2 separate regions of the Canis lupus genome follow, and region 2 is linked to region 1. Evidence: chromatin contacts called from public Hi-C data. All regions are on one chromosome and are shown on one strand. The core of a region is the stretch at or near the end of the contact, and the rest is flanking DNA. Distances in the headings are between cores, read along the strand shown. Region 1 holds the start of HLTF (helicase-like transcription factor). Region 2 overlaps HPS3 (Hermansky-Pudlak syndrome 3 protein).

Region 1 (2,700 bases), core at 34-2,533:
AAAGCAGGGACTGGAGCGAGCAGGGAAGGCCGCCAGGAACCCTACCTGTTCAGCGATGCCTCTTCTACCCACCCAGTATTTCAAAACGAAAACTCCCAACAAGGGTTCAACAGATCTACTTCCTCGTGATGATCTTCTATTGAAACCGAAATATATACGAGGTGTCTGACTCTTAACCACACACCAAACGCCGGTTAAAAAAAAGAAAAAAGGAAAAAAAAAAAAAAAACCAACGAACCAGAAACAACTTGCAAATGTGGGGCTGTTATTACATGTGACGCCATTTACACGGTGACGGAGACTGCATCCAGCATCCGCTATTTCAATTATCTCCAAACAAAAAAAAATAATAATAAAAATAAATAATAATAATTCTCTCCAAACAGAACCCGTGGTTTCAGGCAGGTCGTGGGGTGGGGGTGGGGGGAGTGACCCTCCCTCCGGCCTGTCGCTCGCTCCCCTTTGCCTCAAGGGTACCCTCCTCCCTCCCCTCACGGGTAACTTTCTGCAACAGGCCCGAAAACCGCTGTGGAGAATGAAAAATAAGGGGAAGTGCGCTGAGGGGCTCCCTCCGAGTTTCCGGGCTCCCGAGGTCGCCGGGGAGCTGTTTCCCCGCGTTTTTCCCGTGCGCCGCGTACCCCGCTCCGGCCGCACCGCACACACGGCGTCTCCATGTCGGCGCAGGCACCGGGCCTGGGAGCCGCCGGGGGACGCGGCCGGGCGGGATCGGCCCTTTATTCCGCGCAACCGCCGAGAGCGCACGGGGAGCATCTAACGGGTGTTTCCTGAGTGAAGCTCAGGCAGCATCTCGGCCGAGGAGCGGCGCCCCGAGCCCCGCCCCCCCCTCCACGGCCCTCGGGCGAGAGACCCCCCCCCAGGCCCTGGCTTGCGGCCCGCCCGGGGAGCCCCCCTCGCCAGCCAGCACTGGGCATTCACTTCTCCCGCGGCGAGGGGAGCCGCCGGCAGGACGCCCACGAGCTGCGGCGGGAGCGCGGGGAAGGTCAGGTTCATCTGGGGACGCCGACAGGCCGTTACCCCCTGCGCCCCGCCCCCGCCCCCTTCACCTCTTGAACATCCAGGACATGGCGCTGAGCCGCTGACGGACCGAAGGCTTGGGCGCCCCAGCGAGCCCTCGAGCCGCCTCAGTACTCCTCCCCGCAGGCCCCACCGCCAAGGAGCACCGGGCGGATGCCGAGCGCCGGAGGAGAAGCGCTCCGGCGGGAGTGAGACGCCGCCGAGTCTAGTCAGACGTCGACGCCGTCGCCTTCTAGCAACAAGCTGAGAGACCAGCGACGCCCGCTGACTGACACTGGGATCGCCCAATCGCGAGGAGGGGCCTAAGGAGACGAACCAATCAGAGCGCGGGAGGGAGGGCAACTCCGCCCCACGCAGGGATTCAAAGGCAGTAGGGGGTCCCGGCCGCAGGGGCGGTTCCATCCGGGTTCTTCCCCGCCCCCGAGGCGGGCGCGCGGGAAAGCCACGCGGCCCCGGGAGTCGGAGAGGCGTACCCGCGGCGCCCGCGCCTCCTGCCCGATACCCAGCCTCAAGCCCTGGGAGGCGGCCCCGCTGCCCGCGCTTTGCCCCGGGCCCAAGCCTCGGCCCCAAGCCTCGGCCCCGGGCTTGAGGCGTCACCTCGGCCGACCTCTTACGTTCTCATCTGACGCGGCCCGTGCCGCCCGGGTTCCCGAGCCCCGGAGCTCCCGGGTTACTTCCCTCGGTTTCCCGCGGTGAACCTCGGGCGCTTGCCCTCGAGCCACTCGTTTTGAGCGTCGGTAGCGAAATCTGAGGGGACACGGCAGCGAATTGTGAGAACTCGAGGCTGGAATGTTGACCCCTTAGGTTAAGTAAAAATATATTGTTTTAAAATGAATTTTGACACTCCCCCCCCTTCCCCCCCCCCCCCGGAGTTGCCTCTTCATCTTCTTCTTCTTCTAAGGGAAATATGTTCATTTCCTGAGTTAGAGGACAGACCTAAAATGGGTGGCGGGGGGACTGGCTGGCGGCGACCGGTGACCCCCGGGCGTGGTGGGCGGAACCAGCTTCGCCTGCAGCACCTGGCGGCCCAGGTGGGCAGGTGAGAGGAAGTCCCTGAGCTCCACCGATGGCTCGGGAGCCTAAGGAGAGCCCGAGGAGAACCGGACTTTGGGTGCAAATAAATTCATCAGAAACGCCACTGTTGGGGGTCCCCGGGTGCCTCAGCTGTTAGGCGCCTGCCTTTGGCCCAGGGTGTGACCTAGAGACCTGGGATCGAGTCCCACGTCAGGCTCCCCGCATGGGGCCTGCTTCTCCTCCTGCCTGTGTCTCTGCTTCTCTCTTTCTCTGTGTCTCTCATGAATAAATACATAAAATCTTAAAAAAAAAAAAAGCTACCATTTTCGTCTTCCTCATCATCTTCCTTCTGTTTACTGAAATGAAATAAATCCCTGCAAATTCGATCTCTCTTTCCATTACTGGTTCATGCTCACGAGGATAGCTTAAGGCAATGAACAAATGCCTCTTGAAAAGCTGTCTTATTGACTACTCTTCATACTGTGCCGAAGGAAGTGTAAAATGGACCACTCTAGGAAGGGCAAGGGTCAATACTGACCTCTTCACAAGTACATCTACTCTTTGATCTTTGACAGTCACACAGTCACACGGGGCCCTAAGTGAGGTTCAAAGCCACCACCGGCTTCTTACACTGATGTGTGCTCATTAGAC
Region 2 (2,700 bases), core at 27-2,526, 47 kb after region 1:
TCAGGTCATCTCAGGTCTCCCACATTATCACCACGAACTCTGTCTTTTTTTAATTCAAATGTTATAATTTTATCTTATTTGGAAATTTATATCTTGGCTTTGTATCGCTTTTTTTTTTTTCCTGACTTTGTTGCTTTCTGTTGGTTAACTGACCCTTTATTTCTTATTTATGTTCACCAAAGGAATTAGCAGCAAAAGTCGTTCAGATGTTCCATGTGGCTGAGCCAAAGCAACTGCCCCATATTCTCTGTAGTCCTTCTATGAAGAATATTAATCCTCTAACTGCCATGAGCTATCTAAGAAAGCTGGATACTTCTGGGTTTTCATCGATCTTAGTGACATTGACCAAAGCAGCACTGGCTCTGAAAATGGGAGATCTTGACATGCACAGAAATGAAATGAAAAGCCATCCAGAGGTACAGTGCCCTGCTTGGTATTAACAGCAGGATGAAACAGAACCTGGTAGTCCTGAGGTGTTTCCTTCTGGCCTCTGCCTAGTTCATTTTTTTCTTAGTCATAAAGGAAAATAGACTTAATGTTAGAAAAGAAGTGACCCAGAGTGGGAGTGCTTGGGCTTTGGATCTGGTAAATGGAAAAGAAATAATGATCAGTGGGAGCAACGGGTATCCAAAGACCTTTCAACTTTGCGTTAGGTACTTTCAGAGCACAGTACTTGGTACTAAAGAATATACAGGCTCTGCCCTAAGGGACAGTCTAGTCTAGTGTGAGGGATATGGTATGTCCACTGAAACAGAATAGAGTGTTGTGTATTCAAGTACAGCAAGTGAGTTAACCATGAGCCTTAGGAGTCTAATAGTTGAGGAAATGGCCTGCACTTGGGAAAATTACAAATTACGTGATGGAACATTGGTATTTGAATGATATATTAAGGAAAAGGAAGTTTTTCTTTCAAAGAGAGCCCATTTAGGGCCATGTGCCAAAGATGTTAAACATTAAGGGAAGAAATTAAAAGGTAATGTTAATTGAGCACATTACTTCCTAGGTCTCTTCTAACCCTCTTGCATATGCTATCTTACCTAATTCTTACAACAATGCTCTAAGTTAGAAGCTATTATTATACCTACTATACAGATGAGGGAACTAAGACAAAGAGAGGATAAATGAGATGAGTTGTCCAAAATCACATAGCTGGTGAGTGTTTGAGCCAGGATTTGGAGCGGGTAATATGACTTTTGATCCTGTGCTCCTATACTGCTGTTTTGTTGCCTGTGATCAAATGCCCACAGTATCACGTTAGTTTCTAAAACAAGAAAGCAGAAGTGGTTTATCATTGTACAAATGACATGTTTTGTTATGCTGAAGAGAGCGAGTCAACATTGAGGTGTGCTCTTCCTTTTGAAGAGTACAATTTTAGAAAGATAAATTTTCTTAGGAAATATTCTTTTTATATTCTTAAGGTATATTATTTTTAAACAGCTAGACTTAAATATAAGGCTCTCTATAAAAATAGGATATCCTGATGCTTAAATATTAATAACTTCTTCAAAGACAGTTAACAGCAATGTCCTTCTTAAAGCAAGAGCTTTGTAGTTAAAGAAAAAGTTGACATTGAAATATTAATAGCTTAACCATGAACCTTGAGCGCAGTGGCATATATTTTCAAGATGACTGCAATGCACATTTTGATCCTAAGTATCTTATCTGAAGATGAAGTTGGTATGTGGCTTCATTCTGGAACCTCGGCTACTGATGCACCAGAGAAAGGGACAGATTGTTCCAACTGAGCTTGCAGCACACTTGAAGGACACTCAGCCTGGACTGCTTGTGGCTGCAGTTCTGGGTTTACAGAAGAACAACAAAATTGGAATTGAAGAAGCAGATTCCTTTTTTAAGGTTTGTCATTTTCAAAATGTAATGGTTCTGGATAGGCCGATAAAATTGGTGGGGGACAGGAAGCAGAACAAGAGACTGAGTTTTCATTTGTTTATTAAAAAAAGACTTACCCATAACAAATTTATAAAAGTACAGATTAAAAAAAAGTATCTAGAAAATTCCATTTATGCCATCAAGAATCTATTTTCTGTTCAAATATCTGAATCTACTTTCCCCTTGTCATTAATGCTAATGATAAATTATTAAGTGCATCGCCCACACGATGGAGTGCTATTCAGACTAGGTGTAACTTGATCAATACTATATTTATCTGGGATATGGGGGCTTGATCCACTGTTTTCAAGGTACTTTGTGGCAAGGATGAAGATATAATTCCTCAGCTCTTGGTAGACCTTTGGGAAGCTCAGCTTGTAGCAGGTCTCCCAGATGTGGTTCTCCAGGAACTCTTTTTCAAGCTCACATCACAGTACATCTGGAGATTATCCAAGAGGCAGCCCCCTGACACCATACCATTGCGAACATCACAGGATCTGGTGAGAAAATAGAATAATAAGTTAAATTAAACTTATACATTACACATTACAATAGTTTACCTTCTTATTTATAATGGTTTAGTAGCAAACCTCATTTATATTACCAGATATCTTATAGACAGGAATTAAAGATACATTTAAAATTCGTCCATGAGTAAATTCCTTGCATGTTAAATAATTTTGTTTTGTAAAGAATGCCCCCTGCTGCTCTTAGATTACTTATTTACATTGGTACCCGAAGTAGACAAAGCAAAGGGGAGGAGCTTTCCCCAAAACACATCTGTACTCCCTCAGGGGATAGCTACAAAGTAGA

Evidence for each region. Hi-C and Micro-C count contacts between places; a contact is called where the count stands out from the background.
Region 2: a Hi-C map of blood shows a contact between it and region 1, with 2.3 times the contacts expected there. The contact joins the enhancer-like site here to the promoter of HLTF in region 1. A contact is called at or near these places in 2 of 9 Hi-C or Micro-C datasets (both in blood).

The regions. Positions count from the first base shown.
Region 1 is chr23:44,437,429-44,440,128 of UU_Cfam_GSD_1.0, forward strand. HLTF (helicase-like transcription factor) reads right to left here and starts at 1,284. Exons shown (of 25, transcript XM_038571167.1): 1 at 1,065-1,284. The coding sequence starts at 1,084.
Region 2 is chr23:44,484,710-44,487,409 of UU_Cfam_GSD_1.0, forward strand. It overlaps HPS3 (Hermansky-Pudlak syndrome 3 protein), which reads left to right. Exons shown (of 14, transcript XM_038571184.1): 11 at 183-416. CP (ceruloplasmin) reads right to left here. Exons shown (of 22, transcript XM_038571174.1): 22 at 1,931-2,384. Among named protein-coding and RNA genes, the nearest start is that of HPS3, 28 kb to the left of the region's middle. Within about 2 kb of position 1,277, at least 5 of the 20 cell types and tissues checked have an H3K27ac peak or open chromatin away from gene starts, as enhancers often do. A contact at or near this core is called in blood, where this site is marked.